Linked DNA regions of Pan troglodytes: region 2 is linked to region 1. A link is a contact called in public HiChIP or PLAC-seq data. All regions are on one chromosome and are shown on one strand. Each heading gives the region's core, a stretch centred on a gene start, on an enhancer-like site or on the middle of the called end of the contact. The rest is flanking DNA. Distances are from core to core; before and after follow the strand shown.

What was found. HiChIP or PLAC-seq counts read pairs in DNA pulled down with a chosen protein or histone mark.
Region 2: an H3K4me3 HiChIP or PLAC-seq map of stem cell-derived excitatory neurons shows a contact between it and region 1, with 2.5 times the contacts expected there. The contact joins the promoter of MND1 here to the promoter of TRIM2 in region 1. A contact is called at or near these places in 1 of 7 Hi-C or Micro-C datasets (stem cell-derived neural progenitor cells) and 1 of 1 datasets of contacts at active chromatin or transcription factors (stem cell-derived excitatory neurons).

What each region holds. Positions count from the first base shown.
Region 1 is chr3:154,929,542-154,934,553 of NHGRI_mPanTro3-v2.0_pri, reverse strand. It overlaps TRIM2 (tripartite motif containing 2), which reads right to left and starts at 1,801. Exons shown (of 12, transcript XM_063809108.1): 1 at 1,534-1,801.
Region 2 is chr3:155,122,616-155,127,058 of NHGRI_mPanTro3-v2.0_pri, reverse strand. MND1 (meiotic nuclear divisions 1) reads right to left here and starts at 1,411. Exons shown (of 7, transcript XM_054683438.2): 1 at 1,292-1,411. The coding sequence starts at 1,294.

The DNA.
Region 1 (5,012 bases), core at 552-3,051:
TCGGAACCTTTAGGGAAGGGCCAAGTTTCTTTAAGAAATGTGTAAACGACAGAGACACACACCCTTGCATGATGCCAGCTCTGTAAAATTAAAACCTTGTCTGGAATTAAATATAAAACTGAGTTGAACTTCAAGATTCCTTTTAGCAATCTATAGCAAGGAAAAAAAAAACCACACCGCCTCACACTCATATTTTGGGGAGAAAGGAGGGAATTGAGGTCTTTTCACTTCACGTCTGCCCTGTTAAACCCCTTGTGCGAAGAGAAGGAAGAAACGAGTTCTGGGAGCGGCGAGAGACTGAGGCCTGCAGGGCTCTGAAATCCCAAAGGCGCTGAGATTTCAAAGAAACCCGTTCGCGCCCCCTCCGGGGCCCGGACTCAGCGATGCGCGCCGCTCCCTGAGACGCCGCCACGCCCGTGTCCCTGCAGGACCGGCCGCAGCCGCCACTGCGCAGCGCACAAAGGTCCCCACGGGCTGTAACACTGGCCTCATCTCGTTTCGAGCCAACCGTAAAACGCGCCTTCTCTCCATCTTCAAAAAGGGCCGGAAAGATCGGGGGCGGGACGGGGCTGCCTGCCCTGGCTGCCTAGGCCAAGGTTATTTCCTTTGTGTGTGGATCCCCAAAGCATAGGGCGGTTCCAAGCCCGGCGCTGGCAACCCTGCACTCAACGCCCCCGTCTGCAGCCTTCCGGGCTGTCGCCTCCTCGCCAGCGCGCACCACCTCCAGACGAGGCGTGGCGACGCGCGTCTCGGGGCCCTCCCGCAGCCCCGCCGCACGCGCGCCCGCCTCTCCTATCCCTGCCTTTCCGTCCCCGCCACCGGTCTGGAAGCTTTAAGCGCCTAGCCGCCTGCCAGCAGTGCGGGGGACACAGATACTCACGTTTCCAATTGCGTCCCGAAGGGCGCACTGCCCCCGCCGCTGTAATTAGAAGGACAGGAAAGCGCTCTGAGAGCTGCTTTTCAGGCAGCGAGAGGTGACAAGCAGGCGACCAGCTGAAAGCCCCTCATTTTCTGCAAGCTCACTCAAAATGCTCCTCAGTGCCGCCAGCGCAGCTGCCAGGTTTAATAACTGTGTCAGACCGCCCGCCCCTCCCCCACAAGGAGCCACAAAGATGACAGGCGGGGAACTAAATCCGCATGCCTAGCCGCAGTCACCCGGCCTCAGCCCCAGCGACGCCGCCGCTGAAGTGACTGTGCAGGGAAAGACCATGAAAAGGTGCAAATGCCAGCCCTGACCTAGGAATTCTCCAGAGACCACTTCCTTCACTCCGAGCAGAAATCGGATCCTTTTCCCAACAGTATTTCTGAAACAAAACAAGAGGCAGGCGCCTTTCCAGTTAACCTAACATGCATTTCAAATGTAAAAGGCTCTTTCGCAGCAACACTCGTCCCTATTTCTACTGGATTTCTGGGTATCGGTGGGATATTCTGCGCACCATGCAAAGCGTAAGAAGCTCATTCAACTGCTCTGCTCCCGTTTCAGTCGCGCGCACCAACACTCGTGTCTGTCCCCAGGACCCTGGCCAACAGAACCTTACTGTCTGAGGGGGCTCCTTGGCAGTTCCTCGTCGATTTGGACCATTTCCAAAGCACGGGCAGCTCCTCGATAGCGACTCAATCTTGTCAAGCAGGAAGGAATCAGTGGTTCTGTTTTGCAAGTGGAATATCAAAGTAAAGTACTCCACCGAAGTTAGAATTTTATAACATATATATATATGTATATATATATATATATATATATGTATAAAAAGACTGATCCCGAGCGCACGGCAGCCCGGCGACCACGCCCCAGGCCCCGAGTGCCCCGACTCCGCCCAGAGAGCGCTTCCCCGCGAGGCCCAGCCAGCCGCACCTGCCTCTGCGGGGGGTGGTTTCCCGGGAAACTCCGGAGAGCCTGTTCTCCCTCCAGACACGCGGTTCCCTTGACAACTGCGACTTAGCACTAGGCCTTCTAAGAAGAATGTCCATGAATGCCTGTTTTAAATTACAGATTCAAAGAGATTGACGAGGGTGGTTGGGCAGGAATAAGACGGCAGTGATTTGGGGGAATGGAAGAGGGGCCGCCCGAGCCTGAGTGGGGTCAGTGGCTATCGCAGGCGAGGGACTGCGTCGCTCGCCCTTCTCTACCAGTGAGTTAATACCTGGCTTTAGAATGAATTCCATCATTCCCTTCGGCTTATTTCCTTTTCTCTATTTATTTTCCTTAAGATACTATTTAAACAGTTATTTTGCACTGACAGAGCACTAGCTGGCTCCAGGTAGGAGTGAGGAGAAGCCCATAAAGATGTATGAAACAGAGGTGAGACTTCATGGGAATAATATTTGGCTATAGATGATCTCGTGCACAGAAATTCAAGAATTGTTTCAAATACAGTCTTGCATCATCAGGCCATGATGCTTATGAAATTTCACTCATGATTTCAGTCGGTTTCTATGGAGAAAAGAGGAAGTGTAGATGAGACTATGCATATTTATTAAACATTTAAATGTTCACATGCCACCTGGTTCCTTTTGTTTTGGTTTTGTTGTTGTTGTTTGTTTGTTTGTTGAGACACAGCTTCACTCTGTTGCCCAGGCTGGAGTGCAGTGGTGCCATCTTTGCTCACTGCAACCTCCGCCTCCTGGGTTCAGGTGATTCTCGAGTCTCAGCTTCCCGAATAGCTGGGAATACAGGCGTGAGCCACCAAGCCAGGCTAATTTTTGTATTTTTAGTAGCGATAGGGTTTCACCATGTTGGCCAGGCTGGTCTTGAGCTCCTGGCCTCAAGTGATCCGCCCACCTTGGCCTTCTCAAGTACAGCTATTACAGGTGTGAGCCACTGCCTGACCTCTATCTTGTTACTTTTGGTTACAGACGTATCATACTAATCACACCACAAATAGGCGCTAAAAGGTAAAATGAAACAAGTTAATGAGCTTGCATCTAAGGCATAAGAAGATTGTATATAAAAAAAATTACACATGCCCCGTACTGGTTTCTCCTATGATCAATTATGTATTCCGTATTCGAGCTATTAAAAGTTAAAGATCAGTGGCATGTTTGAATTAATGAGATTTTACTATACACATTATGGTAATATGATTATATTAATCTCCGGGTTGAGACTGAAATATGTACATACAAATGCATCCTTTAAAAAGTCATAAATTCATTTCTGAAAAGTTTCACATGCATCCAATTTTCACAAAGCAAGTGATATTTCCATATTCTAGGGAAACGGTTTATGCAAAATAAAACACACAAGAAAATTTCTTCATAAAGCAAAAAAACCTTTTTGTTAAGAAAAATCATGCCTGTAATCCCAGCACTTTGGGAGGCTGAGGCGGACGGATCACGAGGTCAGGAGATCAAGACCATACTGGCCAACGTGGTGAAACCCTGTCTCTACTACAATACAAAAAAAAAAATTAGCCAGGTGTGGTGGTATGCGCATGTAGTCCCAGCTACTCGGGAGGCTGAGGCAAGGGAATCGCTTGAATCTGGGAGGCAGAGATTGCAGTAAGACAAGATCGCACCACTGCACTCCAGCCTGGCGACAAGAGCGAGACTCCAACTCAAAAAAAAAGAAAGAGAAAAATCATCTAATTTCTGTTTTTAAATTTTGTTTATTTATTTATTATTTTGAGATGGAGTCTCACTCTGTCACCCAGGCTGGAGTGCAGAGGTGTGATTCTGGCTCACTACAACCTCTGCCTCCCAGGTTCAAGCCATTCTCCTGCCTCAGCTTCTCAAGTAGCTGGTGCTCACCACCAAGCCCGGCTAATTTTTGTATTTTAGAAGCGTCGGAGTTTCACCATGTTGGCCAGGCCTGTCTCGAACTCCTGACCTCAAGTGATCCACCCATCTCAGCCTCCCAAAATGCTGAGATTACAGGTGTGAGCCTGTGCCTAGCCTAATTTCTGTTTTTAAAATTCACATGCTGTATCCTGAATCTGCTTTGAAGCACAAATTTTGTAAACATGTGACACACATGTTTATTTGCAAATGGAGATCCCTAAAGCAGAAATATGTATACCCAGCAATAGAATAGACATCCCTACATAGGCATCTCCTAATACATTTCATGTTTGAGAAAACAGAAAATTCTAAACAGATCATCTTCACTTTTAACAAAAATTAACAATGAACATTGTAGAAGTCAGTTAAAAGATACTAAGAATGCAGTCATTGAAAAATGTCTTTCTAAAGGATAATTAAGAGCAGGACGATTATATTCAGAATATTATATTAACTGATAATATTAAGTGAGATTCAAAACAGTAGATAGTTCTGATTCCAATCTTTTTCAAAATTATATGTGTGTATACTTACGACTATGATGATTTGAGGGAATTCTTGGCTTTATACTTGCCAATTTTTTTTCTTTTTCCTTTCATCTTTTTCTTTTTTCTTTTTTTTTTTCTTACTCTGCCCCCCAGGTTGCAGTGCAGTGGTACAAACATGGCTCACTGAAGCCTTGATCTCCTGGGCTCAAGTAATCCTTCTACCTCAGCCTCTCTGAGTAGCTGGGACTACAGGTGTGTACCACCATGCTTGACTAATTTAACAAATTTTTTTTTTGTAGAGACAGGGTCTTGCCATGTTGCCCAGGTTGGCCTCAAACTCCTGGGCTCAAGCAATCCTCTCGCCTTGGCCTCCCAAAGTGCTGGGATTACAGGCATGAGCCACCATGCCTGGCAATATTTTCTATTTCATTTTATTTTCTATTTTATTTATTTTAGAGACAAGGTCTCGCTATGCTGCCCAGGCTGGTCTTGAACTCCTGGCCTCAATCAATCCTCCTGCCTTGACCCCTATATTTTCCATGACAGACATTTCCATGGAAAGCAGTGTGGTAGAGTGGTTAAGATGGTAGATTCAAAGTCAGAGGCCAGGTGCAGTGGCTCATGCTTGTAATCCCAGCACTTTGCCGGGCTGAGGTGGGAGGATTGCTTGAGGCCAGGAGGTTGAGACCAGCCTGGACAACACAGGGAGATCTTGTCCTACCAAAAATAAAAAATTAGCTGGGTGTG
Region 2 (4,443 bases), core at 162-2,661, 190 kb before region 1:
AGCTTTAATTTTTTAAAAGGATTCTCTATTATCGGAGGTAAGCTTCTAAAGAGTTAACACATTTAGTATTAGCAGGTGATTCATGTGTAGAGAGATAGATTAGGTAAAAGGACAAGGCGCGTTTGAGCTGCACAGTTCTCCAAGTCAGTTATACGAGGCCAGCAACTCTGCAGAGAAAAATTGTAACACAGAAGGGCACTGCTAACAGATTTGTTTTAACTGTAGTCCTGTTTGGCTTCTTAGAGCACTTTACGCCCAGGTGGCTGGGTTGTTAGTTTAACCACAAAGAGGCCGTTATCATTTATAACTACATCTGGACAAATATCTTCAAATAAATACCATACAACTGGATCCTGGTGTCCCACCCTGCCCCCCTTAGCTCGGCAACATTTAACGGCCACGTAAGTAAATGAAGATATTAAAATCTTAGATCCATTTAACCAGATGTTGATTCTTCGCCAACTGAAGCAGAAAAAACGGCATGAAACTTTGAAGGTTTATGAAAATGATTTGATGAGCAGAAAGACGTTAAGCTCACAAAGCCGATCTTACCAGGACTTAACTGATCATGACCCACGAGGAAGCCTAATTCAGTGCAGAGCGTCCTTAAAAAAGCAACAGCGCCCTACACAACCAGCAGCGCCCGGCACAAGAGCAGCGACTCCTGCCCTTTGGCAGAAACCGGGGCGTTTTCACAGAAATCGACTAATTGGCACACAGTGAAGATCCATTAGGTAACTCGAAACTGAGCAGTTCTGGAATGTGCTCTACATATTACAATACAGAAAACCACTCAATGGTGACAAACCAGGAGTGCGCTTTGGGATCAAGACGTTCGCTCCCCGCAGTCCCTCCCGCCCACTTGCGCTTTCTCTCCCCGTTCTTAATGGGGGGGGCTACACCACGCGGGGCCGAAGCTGGAGGCGTAGGGAGCGCAGGTTCTCAAGGGCCCCGTGGTCTTTCAGATAAATCCAGGTTGGTGAAGTTCTCGGGTCACGTTCGCGAACGCTTCCCGCGTTCTAACCTAACCCGCCCGAACGGGCCCTGGGGACAGACGCGGGGTGCAGCCGGCGGGGAGGCCGCGGATGCCCCCGCGCCTCGGGACTCCGGACGGGAGCGGCGGGGAACGCCGCAGAGTGCGGAGTGGCTGCGGCGGGGCCGGGCCGGGCGCCTACACGGTGAGGCCCGGAATGGCGGTCAACGCCAGGCCGGGATCCACATGCAGCCGAGGGGCGGCGAAGCCCACACACTAGGGAGGAAGAAGACGCGGGACCGTAGCCTCAGTCCTTACCATGGCGCGGGCGCAGGGGCTTCCGCTGGCCGGGCCCGCGCTTGGGGAGAGGGGAGGGACAGGCCACGACGCGTTTGATTTTGGCGCCGACTACGCCGCGGGGGCGGAGCAGCGAGACGGTGGAGGTGGGGGAAAGGCCGGTCCTCGCCCGCGCGGCGCGCAGCGACCCCTAGCGACCCATCCGAGCCGCCGGCGGGGGAAGGGGCGCGGGCCTGGGGCCGGGGCTGGGGGGAGCGTGTCCGCGTCTCAGTGGACGGGTTGCAGAGCTGCCTCCGACTCCTCGGTATTCTGTGAATGTGACCTTTTTTTTTTTTTAAGGACATCTTGCCTTTGCTTTTACTGCGTTTTCTTGGCGCCGCAGAAATATGGCCTAAGTTTGGATGTAAAAAATAGAGGCGTTTAGGCTGTTGAGGAAGGAAACGCTGCCTCCATCCTTCCGGACTTGTCCTGTCTGGGGCGGACTGGATTCCTTTCTCGTCTTCTAATCTGACCCCTCATCTTAACCCCAGCCGCTACCCACTGCTTTCCAGCTTTTCAAATCCTGTGTATGTCTGTTTGTTTTTCCCTTAGGTTTTAAAAAAGAAGGAAACAACGGAATGAATTTCAAATCAACATGGTCAAAAATACGCTACTTCATGGCTTGAGAATAGATCCAGATTCATAGCAAAAGCTCAGGCCCCTGAAAGTGCTGAAAAATTTTAACTCAGAATTCAATTATTTTGAAAATTATTCTATGGTGTTTTGAACCATTTTTAGGTGTAAGAAGTACGGTCGGGCGCTGTGGCTCACACCTGTAATCCCAGCAATTTGGGAGGCCGAGGCGGGCAAATCACTTGAGGTAGGGAGTTTGAGACCAGCCTGGCCAACATGGTGAAATCCCATCTCTAATAAAAATACAAAAATTAGCCAGGCGTGGTGGCGGGCGCCTGTACAATCCCAGCTACTCGGGAGGCTGAGGCAGGAGAATCGCTTGGACCCAGGAGGCAGAGGTTGCAGTGAGCCAAGACCCCGCCACTGCACTCCAGCCTGGGCGACAGAGTGAGACTCTGTAACACACACACACACACACACACACACACACAGAGTGAGACTCTGTAACACACACACACACGCACGCACACACACACACACAGTATAGTAAGTCTTGTAGATGCTATAAGAGTAGCATCTAAAGTTGGAATTTATGTCCCCTGTTGCTTCTGCTGGAGGCAGAGGAAGGGGTACATTGAATTGCAGCGTTCCATTAATTTGGTTTTTCCTGTAAGAGTTATACCATGTAATTGATGGTACATAAGGTAATTTTAAAATGATAAATGAGTACATTAAGTAACTACAGTAGTGGTATATAAATTTGTGCTATTTGGGGAAAGCCTTGTCTTAATTGGCTCTCAGGCTTGTTGCAGGTGAGTGGTGACTATCTGAGGCCAGTGGCGCTGTGGCAGAAAAATTTACCAAGGCAGTTGTAAGTAAAGAAAGGCAGAATCATTAGAGAAAGCATGAAAATACGTTGCAAGGGAGCAATGGGCAGAATCAGCAGAAAAGGAGCTGACTGCAAGGAAACAAGGGCTTGCTGGGGATTTTATAGAATAGTGCTTATGCTGTATACGGAAGAGGGCTTTGTGCAGTACTGATGTTACAGTCCCAAGTTTTCCTCCGCCCCTGCCTCTAAAGCGACACAGTGCAAAAGCCTGCCCTGGGACAGTAACAAATTGACCCAAACAGGTCTTCTTTTGGGAAAAATGAGTGCTAAATGGATATAAAAAAGGGTTGGTCACTTAAGCTGCATCTGTACCCTAAGTGTCACTGAGAGCTGCTGTGACAGTTCTCTGAGGTTCCTGGTGTGCACTGCAGTCTTGATCAACCAGACCTGGGAATCACCACCTAGGAAAGAAGACACATTCTACTGCCTCTGGTTCCTTTGCATTTTCAGTACAAATACCTCAAACTTCAGATAACCTTCTGATGCCCCTTCCTTGACATTCTGAAAAGCATGACCTATAGGAGCAGCTTATTTATTTATTTAGAGTTGGAGTTTCGCTCTTTTGCCCAGCCTGGAGTGAAGTGGCATGATTTTGGCTCACTGCAACCTCCAACCCCCAGGTTCAAGCGATTCTCTTGCCTCAGCCTCCTGAGTAGCTGGGATTATAGGCGCCCACCACCACCCCCGGCTAATCTTTGTATTTTTAGTAGAGATGGGGTTTTACCATGTTGGCCAGGCTGGTCTCGATCTCCCAATCTCAGGCGACCCATCCGCCTTGGCCTCCTAAAGTGCTAGGATTACAGGCGTGAGCCACCGTGCCTGGCAGGAGGAGCTTATAAAGGAAATAGGAAAACAAAGTCAAGTCACTTGGAAGAGACTGAGGAAAAAGTCTGCAATGTAGGAAAAGAAGTAGGAGAATGCAAAACCAAGAGAGGAGAAAATTTTAAAAGAAAAACTTTAGACAAATGAGTTCCTCTCGGCAACGTGGCCAGAGAGGTTTTTTGTTGTTGTTGCTTTGTTTTTTTGAGACAGGGTTTCACTCTGTCACCCAGGCTGGAGTGCAGTGGCACAATCATGGTTCACTGCAATCTAGAACTCCAGGGCTCGAGGGATTCTCCTGCCTTGCCCTCCCAAGTAGTTGGGACTACAGATGTGCATAACTATGCCTGGCTAATTTTTTAAAAATTTTCCATAGAGATGGTGTCTCCCTATCTTGCCTAGGCTGGTCTAGAACGCCTGGATTCAAGCAATCTTCCTGCCTTAGCCTCCCAAAGTATTGGGATTACAGGTGTGAGTCATGCCTAGCCAACAGGAAGTTTTTTATAGACAGAAAAGGGAAGTGAGTTACAGAAATAGCTTGACTGATTACAGCTCCTTGTTTGAATTATTTGGCCACTGTCGGCAGCCTGTGGGCTGAAGCTCAGCTACTTGTGATTGGCTGAGAATTGGGGGTTTGTTATACACCATGCTTGGTTTTCTGTTTGTGTACCACGTTAGGTTGCAGTTCCTTACAATTCCTTAGGTAGGAACTCAAAGTGTGGAGACAGCTTCAAGCCAATGGCCACCTGCTTATTTAACAAAATTTTAAGGAAGAAATAGTAAACATTATCAACCTGTCAGTCACAACACAGCTTCTGAGTTAGAAATGACAATGCAATCATGTCATTTGGGT